Regions from separate parts of the Sus scrofa genome. Here regions 1 and 2 are each linked to region 3. The links are chromatin contacts, called in public Hi-C and HiChIP or PLAC-seq maps. All regions are on one chromosome and are shown on one strand. Each heading gives the region's core, a stretch centred on a gene start, on an enhancer-like site or on the middle of the called end of the contact. The rest is flanking DNA. Distances are from core to core; before and after follow the strand shown.

What was found. A called contact is a pair of places that touch in the nucleus more often than the background predicts. HiChIP or PLAC-seq counts read pairs in DNA pulled down with a chosen protein or histone mark.
Region 1: a contact with region 3 is called in an H3K27ac HiChIP or PLAC-seq map of alveolar macrophages. The contact joins the enhancer-like site here to the promoter of RPS3 in region 3. A contact is called at or near these places in 4 of 5 promoter capture datasets (fetal liver, fetal skeletal muscle, liver and 1 more), 36 of 47 Hi-C or Micro-C datasets (adipose tissue, alveolar macrophages, blood and 17 more) and 2 of 2 datasets of contacts at active chromatin or transcription factors (alveolar macrophages and skeletal muscle).
Region 2: a Hi-C map of retroperitoneal adipose tissue shows a contact between it and region 3, with 2.3 times the contacts expected there. The contact joins the enhancer-like site here to the promoter of RPS3 in region 3. A contact is called at or near these places in 1 of 5 promoter capture datasets (fetal liver), 11 of 47 Hi-C or Micro-C datasets (adipose tissue, alveolar macrophages, blood and 5 more) and 2 of 2 datasets of contacts at active chromatin or transcription factors (alveolar macrophages and skeletal muscle).

The regions. Positions count from the first base shown.
Region 1 is chr9:9,530,284-9,534,321 of Sscrofa11.1, forward strand. ARRB1 (beta-arrestin-1) reads right to left here. Exons shown (of 15, transcript XM_021062515.1): 10 at 4,014-4,038; 11 at 1,153-1,290; 12 at 25-108. Among named protein-coding and RNA genes, the nearest start is that of TPBGL, 30 kb to the left of the region's middle. Within about 2 kb of position 1,943, at least 3 of the 83 cell types and tissues checked have an H3K27ac peak or open chromatin away from gene starts, as enhancers often do. A contact at or near this core is called in alveolar macrophages, where this site is marked.
Region 2 is chr9:9,552,909-9,556,488 of Sscrofa11.1, forward strand. The region is part of intron 1 of ARRB1 (beta-arrestin-1); the gene reads right to left. Among named protein-coding and RNA genes, the nearest start is that of MIR326, 27 kb to the right of the region's middle. Within about 2 kb of position 1,428, at least 9 of the 83 cell types and tissues checked have an H3K27ac peak or open chromatin away from gene starts, as enhancers often do. A contact at or near this core is called in alveolar macrophages and retroperitoneal adipose tissue, where this site is marked.
Region 3 is chr9:9,623,098-9,627,224 of Sscrofa11.1, forward strand. RPS3 (ribosomal protein S3) reads left to right here and starts at 2,178. Exons shown (of 7, transcript NM_001044601.1): 1 at 2,178-2,211; 2 at 3,361-3,491; 3 at 3,963-4,056. The coding sequence starts at 2,182.

The DNA.
Region 1 (4,038 bases), core at 693-3,192, 93 kb before region 3:
GGCCGCGAGGCTGGGCTGACTCACCCGCCCCGAGACACCACCAGCTTCACCTTCACTTTGTAGGAAACAATGATGCCGAGGACCTCCCGGTTGGCTCCTTCCCTCAACCTGCACGATGACAGACGGGAGTCGGGAGGCGGGACGCGGCAGGGCGGGCTGTGCTGGGGGCAGGAGCCACTCAGCGTGTGAGAAAGGCAAGGGCCGCCCTCAGGGAGCGGGAACCAGAGCCCTGGGTTCCAAGTCTGGCTGTGTGGCCCTGGGAACCCCCCCACCTCCCCTCCTGGGGCCTGAGTCCCAGCAGTGGGGTGAGGGGTGGCTCATCCCGCTCTGCTTTGGGGTCAGCGCCCGTGTTCAGAGAGGGGAGGGGAGGAGGTACCAGGGGAGACCCTGTGGGCAGTGGTGCCTCAACTAGGTGCTGAAGGCAGGGAGGATCTGAGCCAGGGAGGAGGAAGGAGGCCAAGGCTCGGAGGGGAATGGGGAGCCATGCAGGGGCTGGTGAGAGAGGGTTTGGGCTGCAGAGGCATGTCAACCCCCCGGGGAGAGCCAGACCCCCTCGGGCAGGCAAGATGGATCCCCGCACCCCCATGTCTCCACCAGAGTAAGGTGGTGACCTTGGGGTAGGAGTGACCATATGGCGCTCGGACCCCTGCCTTCCAGGGACACCCCCGAGCGTGGTTTAGCCCAGCTCACTGCCCTCATCTCTCCACACTCCCCAAGCCCACTTCCCGGTTCATCCCCTCCTGTTAGGACCCTTCCAGAAGCCACTTCCTTCCTCCCTCCCTCCCTTGCCTTCTTCCTTCCAGCCTGGCTCTGCCTCGGGGACACAGTCCATCCAACTGAAGACACAAGGTCAAGGCAACTGCCTCTTACAGGAAGCCTCTCCAGGTTGCCCTCCCCTAGGCAAGCCAGCAGAGCCCAGCACTAAGACAGCCTGGTCCAGGGGTCCACTTTTCTCCCTGGGGCAGCCCTGGATAGAAGTGGGGGCTGGGGGAAAGCTTTGGTGGCAGGTCAAGGGCCTGAGGACGGACCCTGGACCAGCTTGAGGAGAGGGTAGGCTGGGCCGGTGCTGGGTGTGGACCCATGAGGGGGAGGCGGGGAGCCAGGGCAGGGGGGACGTCCGAGAGCCTGGGGCTAGGGAGGGCGGGTCCTCACAGGGTGCTGGAGGCCAGGTTCGTGTCCTCATGCTTGAGTTTCCCGTCCAGGGCGAGGCCCCGCTTCTCTCGGTTGTTGGCCAGGAAGGGAGTCAGCGTGTAGACCTTGCAGAACGTCGAGCTGGGCGCCACTGTGTCACTGGGAAGAAGGGAGGCAGGGACGGAGATGGCTCCCCAAGGCCAACACCAGCCTCGCAGCCAGCCCAGCCAGGACACGGGGCCGCCTGGCCCTGCTCTAAGCCCCTTCTCCATGGAGGACCCACGGGACCAGGCCCACCCCTGTCACCCAAAAGGGGCGCATCTCTGCTCCACAGGCAAACAGCAGACACTGAGATGACCCAAGGACTTCATTCGGGGTGTGCAAACCACCAAACGTTTTAAAAAATTCAGTGCACCACTGGCACCTTGCTGGTTTTTTTTTTTTTTTTTTTTTTTTTTTTTTAGCAGCCTTGCTGTTTTTGACGAGGGTAATTTTTTAGTGGAGAGAGCAGACTTTATTATTTTTTTCTAACATATTATTATGCAAAATTTCAAACATACAGGAACACTGAAAGATTTGTGCAGTGAGCACCCATGTCCCCGCCCCCGAGGTTCTGCGACGACGACGAAACCCTTACTGGAGTCCCCTCATCGACATCCATCGCGGGGGGGTGGGGGGGGGTGCTTGGACTGCTAAGTGTTCATCTGCTTCGGCTCCATCCCCCATCCCCCTTTTCGACAATGACAGAGCTGGCCTCGGGGCCTGGGTTCAGCCACTGGCCAGCTCTGTGAGCTTGAGCAACTCACATCTGTCTGGGCCACTTCCTCCTCTGCATGGGGGAGGGGGGGGGGCGCAGCGGCAACCCCAATGGTGGGGGGTGGGTTCATGAGCACTAAGCAAGACTCTCAGTGAGAGTCTGTTAGTGAGGGCTCAGTGAGGGCTGTTAGTTTAGGTGCTGGGGACACAGGGACGGCTGAGATTTTCCACTCTTTGGGGATTTTATGTTACTCTGGGCCTAGATTCGTTTTATTTCGTCCCCACTTCTCTCTTTTAATCTATGCCTTGTGGCTTTGACTTTTTTAAAATCAAGAGTGAGTATCAGGGAGTTCCCATTGTGACTCAGCGTTACTGAATCCAACTAGCAACCATGAGGACGCAGGTTTGAGCCCTGGCCTCGCTTAGTGGGTTAAGGATCCAGTATTGCCGTGGCTGCGGTGTAGGCCAGCAGCTGCAGCTTCAATTCAGCCCCTAGCCTAGGAACTTCCATATGCCATGGGTGCAGCCCTAAAGAAAAAAAAAAAAACAGAGTAGGTATCAAGAGTTCCCTGGCAGCCTAGGGGTTAGGATTCAGCATTTCCACTGCTGCAGCCCAGGTTCAATCCCTGGTCTGGGAACTGAGATCCCACATTAAGCTGCTGCACGCCATAGCCAAAAAAAAAAGACTGGATATAAGAAATATCCAGGAGTTCCCGTCGTGGTGCAGTGGTTAATGAATCTGACTAGGAACCATGAGGTTGCAGGTTCGGTCCCTGCCCTTGCTCAGTGGGTTAAGGATCCGGCGTTGCCATGAGCTGTGGTGTAGGTTGCAGATGCGGCTCGGATCCCACGTTGCTGTGGCTGTGGGGTAGGCCAGTGGCTACAGCTCCTATTGACCCCCAGCCTGGGAACCTCCATATGCCGTGGAAGCAGCCCAAAGAAATAGCAAAAAGACAAAAAAAAAAAAAAAAAAAAAAAAAAAAATCAGGGTGTCAAAAAGCAAAGACTGAAACAAAATAAAACAAAACAAAAGAAATATCCAATAACAGGGACATGTCTGATCCAATCATCACTTGTTTTCCTACGTGGTATTAAGAACAATCTCAAAGACCAGATAGTAACATTTTAAAAATGTTTTTAGATTACAAAAATACTGTTATTGTATGTAAATAAACACACACATACATGAAAAATTACACGAAATGCAATTGCCCTAAAAGATTATTTGCAGGGCAGGAGAAAAAAGAGGTATGTCTTCTAATAGGACCATCTACTTCTTTTGAGTGAGAAAAAATGTTTCACATAAGATCGCCCCTCTTGGAGTTCCCATGTGGCGCAGTGGAAAGGAATCTGACTAGTAACCATGAGGTTGCAGGTTCAATCCCTTGCCTCACTCAGTGGGTTAAGGATCCAGGGTTGCTGTGAGCTGTGGTGTAGGTCACAGGCATGGCTCAGATCTGGCGTTGCTGTGGCTGTGGTGTAGGCTGGCGGCTACAGCTCCAATTGAACCCCTAGTCTGGGGACCTTCACATGCCGTGGGTGCAGCCCTAAAAAGCAAAAACAAAACAAAACAAACAAACAAACAAAAAACAAAACAAAAAAAAACTCTCCTCTTGCCTTAACAAACTTGGGACAAAGTTTCCTGCTCAACCACAGCATCCTTCCTCGAACTAGATTTAGTTTGGTATAATTATTTTCTACTCTCCCACACAAACCTTTTTACGCAATGACTTGGATCATTCCTTTATCCAACAAGAAAAGCTGTGACCCTACTGCCTTACTCTCTTTGCCTTGGCTGCCAGGAAGCTCAAAGCAAAGTCCCACCTTTCAATCTAGGTTTCTGGTACAGTGTAATTATTCTCTTCTTTCCCTAACCCATCCTCATAGATTCACTAGCTTTTATTTTGTCTTTTTCTCTTTCATTGGTCTTCTGCCTGCATGCAGCATGCATTTCTGTGTAGCTAAACCAAGTGGCTAATTGCTAAAAGCCTGTTCAGGATCGTCTGCTCAAGGACATCTGAGGCCAGGCCCTCTGTCAGGTGATGAAAAGCCATGTGGACCTGTAGTGGTTTCCGTTCCTCGCCCAACCCCTCCCCCCCACAAGAGCTGGGCTTGTTTTCACTTACTCAGCCTCTTCCATGGCCACCGGAC
Region 2 (3,580 bases), core at 178-2,677, 71 kb before region 3:
CCACTAGCGTAGCTGGGGTTAGTAGATACGGACTATTACCCACAGAACGGATACATAACAAAGTCACTGCAGAGCACAGGGAACTATATTCAAGACCCCGGGATAAGTCATAACGGAAAAGAATACATATACATGTATAGCTGACTCGCCTCACTGTACAGCAGAAATTTACACACTGGAGATCAACTATAATAATAATAATAAAAGAAGGACAAGAACAAGGGCCACTGAGGATGTGGAGAAACAGGAACCTGCTCATACATTGCTGGTGGCCGTGTAAAGTGGTGCGACCACCTTGGAAAATGCCTGATGATTCCTCTTAACATCAAACATAAAGTTAACATATGACCTAGCAATTCCAGCCCTAGGTAGACCCAAGAGAACTGAAAAGGATGCCCACACAAAAACTTATACACAAATGTTCACAGTGGCATTATTCATAACAGCCGTAAAAGGTGGGAAGAAAACAAACATCCATCAACCGATGAATATATATTTTTAGATGTGGCATAAACACACAACGGAATATTATTCAGTCATTAAGGGCGAAACAGGACTAATTCATGCTGCAACATGGGCGAACCTTGAAAACATGTTAGGTAAAAGAAGCCAGACACAAAAAGCCGTATATTGTTGGGTTCCATGTATGTGAAATGTCCAGAATAGGCAACTACGTGGAGACAGACAGCAGGGTAGTGGTTGCCAGGAGCTGGCGGGAGCTGGCGGGAGGCAGAAATGGGAAGTGATCGCTAAGGGGCAGGAGTTTCTTTTTTGGGTGATGAAAATGCTTTGCAACTAGGCAGTGGTGATGGTTATGCAACCTTGTGACTCTACTAAAAACCACTCAATTTTACACGGAAATTGTGAGTACTAGGGTACGTAAAGAATACCTCAATTTTTAAAACAAAACCTAAAAACAAACCTGAAAAAATGAATGAAAGGAAAGGAAATGTAACTAAATATTAACAGAGCTTGAAGGAGACTCTGTCCACCCACCCACTCACTCCTCCGTGTATGCCTTATTTTTCCGTGTTGTGCAGTGAGCACAACGTACTCCATGAAGACCCCAGGGCTTCCCCGACAAGACAGGTCTCACGTCTCGGTGAAAAAATATTGTAAATGAAAGAGAGAAAACATGCATCCTATGACTCTGAATCCTTTGATGTTAGACTCTTTGATTCCGTGATTTTACAATCCAGAGTCCACGGCTCTACAATCTTCAGATCCCTCCCCGGACCTGCGGTGTCAGCTGTTAGAATTGCTGCGCTGTGTCTTCTGCTCCCTCTCTCTTTCCCCAGGGAGCCTACCCCGATGCCCCCCAAGCTGGATGAGATGCCCCACAACTCCCACACTCAGCATGTCCCCGGTCACAGCACTTCCTGCACGTCGTAAAGGTCTGTCTACTCACCCTCTGCTTCCCTTACGTAACTTACACGAGGGTAGAGCTCTTATTTCTGTGATTGACACTGGATCCCCGGGGCACAGCGTGGTGCCTGGGCCACAGTGGGTGCTCAGGAAATAAATGCGGGTGGGGTGGAATGCTGCTGAACGAATGCCCGAAGAGAGAACTGGTCAAGAGTGAGGATGGATGAAGGTTCAAAAGATGATGGTGATGATTTGGTGAGTGGACTCCAGGGATTTTTTCTTCTGTCTATACTTCGCTTTGGCTGTCAGGATCAATAAGCACCGGGCTTAGGAAATGCTTCATAGGGGCAAGGTCCCAGCCACTATCGGGCTGAGCCAGGCATACAGCCGATACACCCAAAGGGGCCTCTGCTCAGCTTCGACCCATGACTCTCCCATTTATCACTCACTTACCTGGTAAACATTCACACAGTTCCTATCACTGCCAGGCTCTGCGGGCACTAAGACGAACAATTCATGGCCCCTGCTGACAAATGACCATGGCACAGCCAAGTTAGAGATACCCACCAGCCACAATGGCCACTGCGCAGTGAGCAGTCCCTAAAAGCCAGGTGCTGTGCAGAGAACGTCACACACATCAAGATATTATATTATTCCCTCTAAACATTCCCAGTTTTCCAAGGAGAAACCTGGGATTCAGAGCCCCTAAATAAAGTCTCAAAGCCAGTATCAGAAAACTCATCCAGGAGGGAAATCCCATGAAAGGCCACCTACGGGAAATCATTTAGCCAAGTATGCCCTACACGACATCAGAAAACTCATCCTGGAGAGATGACCCATGAATGCAGATTTATACCAGTGAAGTGAGAGCGCACTGGCGACGATTCACGGCTTTGTGAGCGTGAGAGAATTCCCGTCAAAGAAGGATGCTATGAATACCGTGAATGTGGCGTGACCTCCAGATACTAATTTCAATCAACAACGGAAAACTCATCCGGGAGAGAAACCAGGTGCCAGTTACTGCTCTAAGTGTGTCATAAACATGACCGCCTTTGTTTCTCTAGCAACACTTAAGACGGTACTATTATCATCCCCATTTTGCAGATGAGGGAACTGAGGCATGGAGAGTCTAAGTCATTTGCCCAAGGTCACAACAGCTGGTAAGGTGCAGAGCTAGATACCGGAACCCAGGCAGTGTCTCTCCAGAGACCACGCTTTCAGCTACTCACAATACTGCCCTGTTGTGGGACCGTGCTATTCTGTCTGGTGGGGGAGGGAGGGGGGCCGTCAGGAAAGGCTTCCGGGGCAGGGGGAGGTGGCATTGAGCGGATCTTGAAGAACACACAGAGGTGCAGAAGCCAAAACACTCTGCAGCTGGAAGCTTGGGGAGGGCAACCGAGTCCACTGGGGGAGTCTGGGAGATAGTGGGCAACCCCAAGTACATCCCAAGTGCCCCGAGGAGCACCGGGGGGGAGGGCGGGCCACGGATGACCTCCATGCACCAGGCCCTGGGCGAGATGTAAGGGTCTCAGACGCCAGGCTGAGCAACTGGACCATAGCCAGAAAGCAATGGGCAGCCATGGGCCCTCGGGCGGCAGGAGAATGGCTGGGACTGTGTCTTGGACACAGAGATGCCCATAACTCTATACCTTTCCCCACCCCTGCCCCACAGCACTCACGGCCCGGCTGGGTAGAGTAGAGACCTGAAAGGGGGCATTCACCCTCAGATACACCCGCCCTACATTCTGACCCACTTTCCTGGGTGTGAGAACAGCCATCAGGGAGCAGGGAGGCGTGAGGAGCAGGTGGCTGTGGCAGCAAAGAGGTTTCTAGGGCCCTTATCACACTCTCCCTGGTAGCAGAGTTATTTGTGTACAGGCGTCTCTGCTCTGCCAGAATGAACAGCCCTTCCTGGGTCAGAACATCGCCTGCCTGTTTACCCACCATTAGTGCACCTGCTTCTCAGGATGGCCCGGGAGAGGGGGAGGAGGCAGGAAGGCAGGAAGTGTCACCCTTGTTTCAGATTCTGGGAGCGCTGCCTGCTGCATTTCTAGATGGGGAATCGAAGCCCAAAAGAGAGAAGAATCTTGCACCCTGACCAGGAAACTCAGGCACAGAGAGACGCACGGCTGTGCCCAGAGTCACAGACTTGGGAGGAGAGCCCCAGGCTGCTGGTGGTCACATCCCTGCTGGGACTCCCACGTGGCTCCCTTGG
Region 3 (4,127 bases), core at 928-3,427:
CAACCAACCAAACAAAAGCCCAGATAAAATCAATTGGACAAACTTACTGTCTCTGGTATTCCAGCTGTGTCCCTCTCCTTGAGCTGGGCTTGGTAACCCGCCTCCTCCATCCACGCCCAGGAAAGGTTCAGCTGGTCATTTTGACCTGCCTGCCCAGCCCCTGCCCTCTCCCTCCTAGCCCGTAATGGCCCCGGGCAGGTCCCTGATACAGCTGTCCTTGGCCCCCACCTCTCCAAACCAGATGCTGATCTTACACCCTTGGAAAAAGCTTGATGAGTGGAGATCTCCCTGGTCTTTTTCTCTCCCTTGGCCAAGTCTTTCTTCTTCCAGTGTCTGGTCTCTGACTCAGTTTTCCCCACCTCTTTCTTTTGATTTCTCTGCCTTAAGCATTATTGCGGTATCATCCTTCTACCCACAGCAGATAGTGCCCAGCATGTGTGAGAATGGAAGGTGCTGGTGTGTAGCGGCTTCTGCAAAAAGCAGAGGTGTGGGCCCACGTGTTAGTGATGGCAAGATGACTCACCCTAACCAAAAACATTGAAACCAAAATGCCAAGGTGTTTATTTGCACTAAAAGCAGTGATGATCTGTCCCATATAACGGATGCTTTCCACGTGCTGGGCACTATGCTGAGTGCTTTAAAGCCACCATCTAATTCAATCACAGAAATCCTCAGAGGTTAATGAGCACTTTCCAGATGAAGAATATGAGACAAAAAGGTTTAGTGACTTGCCTGAAGCTTGTAAATAGTAGCACTGAGACATGAAACTGATTGAGCTGGCTTCATCATTTTCCCCACTGCCCTGCCTCTGACCAAGCTGTCTGCTCCCTTGGCACCCTCCCAGCAGAACAGAGCATCCTCCATGGCACCTGTGCACGGCAGTGACCCCATCTGTGTGACGCTGAAAGTGCACACCATTCGCCACAGGACATCTCACTGCCTGGAGGGAAATCTGAAAACATGTGTCCTGAAATGTTTGCTTAACCAGAAGAGTGTTGTGTTGTTTTAATTTGCTTCTCTTTTTAAATGTTTTTATGCATGTATTTTAATTTTAATTTTTTTGCTTTTTGGGGCTGCACCCATGGCACCTGGAGTTTCCTAGGTGAGGGATCGAATCAGAGCTGCAGCTGTGACCTACACCACAGCTCAGAGCAACGCCAGATCCTTAATCCACTGAGTGAGGCCAGGGATCAAAACTGTGTCCCCACGGATGCTAGTCAGATTTGTTTTCCCTGAGCCACAGTGGGAATGTCCGATACTAGTATTTTTACAGTGTTATTCTGAGTAATATAATATCTCTTAAAATAGATAAAATAAAAGGCATTATGATGATAAAGATAAAAGCTTCCTTCATGGGCTTTTTCCTGGGACCAGAGAACCATACCCAGGCAGGCATCCTCTGTGTCACTGGGGAGAGACAGCAGATGAGCCACCATGAAAACTCCAGACGTGACGTTGGTGCAAAGAACTTGCCGAGGTCTGATCCTCAGCTTTGAGTCTCTCCAACTCGGTTTTGTGGGCCTCCCGGGTAAGATATGGCACTTGTGAGCAAATTCATCTGAACCACAGTACCAAGAACAATTCGAAAACCAGAATCCATGCATTGATTTGTTTGCTATTCAAACTTTTGTTGACACTGGGCCTGAACCAGGCCGTATCCTAAGCTTACAGTAGTGGAAGAAATATATAAACAGGTCATTCCAACCCAGTGAGATGACTGTTATGGTGATGGGAGCAACTAGGAGAGACCCAATCCTGGAGGAAGTGCCAGAAGGAGATGACACACGGAGAAAAAAGCCTGTTCCTGGTTTCCTCACCTCCGTGAGGGTGGTCACTAACATCCAGCCCTGAAGTCAGAAACCGGCAACATCATTCTCAACTCCCCTCAGCCTCAATCCATCACCAAGACACATCAGGTCCACAGTATGTCCCTTTAATTCATCCACTTCTTTCAGACAGTTTTGACGTTTCGCTTGATCTCCTCCCTTTCGCGTTTCTGCCTACAGGTGTCTCCATCACGCTACTCTTCTCTTTTACCGCCTCCCGGAAGTAAAAACTACATTTCCCTTGAGCGCCCACAGACGTCGACGTCGCGCAGTTCTTTGTCGTCGCGCAGCGCTCTTTATACGCACTTCCGGCCACTCGCCCCTTCTTTTTCTTTCGGCTGCGCGCGGCGGCAAGATGGCGGTGCAGATTTCCAAGAAGAGGAAGGTGAGATCTCGGGGCCCGGATGCCAGGAGCTGTGGCGCCGCGCGGGCCAGGAGCTTTTCTGGGGGTCGTCGCGAGGCCCGCGGCTCCTTCCTCTTCCCCTGGCGGCGGGCCGCGTGGGGTTCCCGAGGGCCGAGGATGGAGGTGGATGGAGCGCAGGCCCGAGCCGGGCCGGCGCAGTATGGCGGAGATGGTTTGGACGGAGAGCAGAGATGAGCACCGGGGGCCCCTCCTGCCCCGGAGAAGGCGCTTGTGAGCATTTCTTGGTCAGTCCGTACCGTTAGGAAACGTGTGGTGTTTGAGGCCGTGAGCCGTTCCCCGCATCTTAGCGGGGCTTCGGGAGAGGGAGGTAGCAGTATATTTGCCTTCTCATTAATCGTTTCTGCGTGCAGCCTTCTGCCTCACAGACCTCAGTTTTGAGAAGGCTTTTGGCATTTTTTCCACTTGGGGCCAAGGAAAAGTTCTGGGGAAAGGGAGGGCGGGGACCTGAGAAGAACGCTTCCTCGAGTTTAACTGAACTGATCTTTCCATGGGAGAGAACTGTGTGAAGTCCGTTCGGTTTGAGGCACTTTGTCATTTTGTGAGTACATAACGTTGGTGTTACAGTGCAATCCACACGCTTTTGTGAGTGAGGATTTGCCAGCTTTCCGAAACACACGTGGGTACAGTTAAGGCAAGATTAAAGTGGCTGAGCGTCTTCTGCTGAGCCGAACTGTGTTTACAGGTGAGGCTGCTTAACTCCCTGGGTGCAAACAGTGTCTCACTTGTGCTGAGTTAGTTCTAAATGGGTCGTTTTAGAGCTGCTTTTGTTTAGCGTGGGTACATGCTAATAACAGTTTTTAAACCCTTCAATGACGAGAAGATGACGAGTCTGACTGGAGGTGTTCTCTTTGACCAGGTAGCCCCTGCTCTGTGTTGCGTTCTGTGGCACAGTTCAAAGGGCCCTGGGTCAAAGTGACTTCCAAAAGATGACCTAGAGGCATTTGTCTGAGAAGGGTTACTCTGTTCCTTCTGGAACACAGATAATATGATTGATGATGGGTCCTCTGTTGGAGGTGTTGAGTTTTAATGAAGGTTGCATTGGCTGAAAGACTGGACTAGGAAAGTGAGCCTGCACCCATGTCCTCACTTTGAATTTCCTTCTTTGGTTAGTTTGTCGCTGATGGCATCTTCAAAGCTGAACTGAATGAATTTCTTACTCGGGAGCTGGCTGAAGATGGGTACTCCGGAGTTGAAGTTCGAGTTACACCAACTAGGACAGAAATCATTATCTTGGCCACCAGGTAAAAACTTGTGTTCCAGGCCGTCACCCATAATTGTTGTTGGCATTAAGATGGTTTATTCTGCAAACTTGGGACAACCAGTGAACCTTAGAATATGTGATTTTTTTTTTTTAAACTGCATTTAAAAAAAATCCTAATTCTAGCTTTCTCATACAACATTTATACTTGCTTGTGTCCAGTGAATAAGACTTTACTACTGTATATATGCAAGATTTAAAATTACATTTGGGGAGTTCCCACTGTGGTCCAGTGGGTTAATGATCTGGCTTGTCTCTGCAGACACTGGTTCAGTCCCTGGCCTGGCTCAGTGGGTCAGGGATCCAGTGTTGCTGCAGCTGTGGCTTAGGTCTACAGCTTTGGCTGGGATTCAGTCCCTGGCCCAGGAACTTTCATATGCCTAGGGTGTTGCCAAAAAATAAAATTAACATCTGGAATTTTGTGAGAGCTGTGAATTGTCACTATTTTCCCCAGGACACAGAATGTTCTTGGTGAGAAGGGCCGGAGGATCCGGGAATTGACTGCTGTGGTTCAGAAGAGATTTGGCTTCCCTGAGGGCAGTGTAGAGGTGAGTGATCCTGGTTTATGCCAGAGGTTACTGTGGGCCTGGAAATGGCTCATTAGGATGGTACATTATCA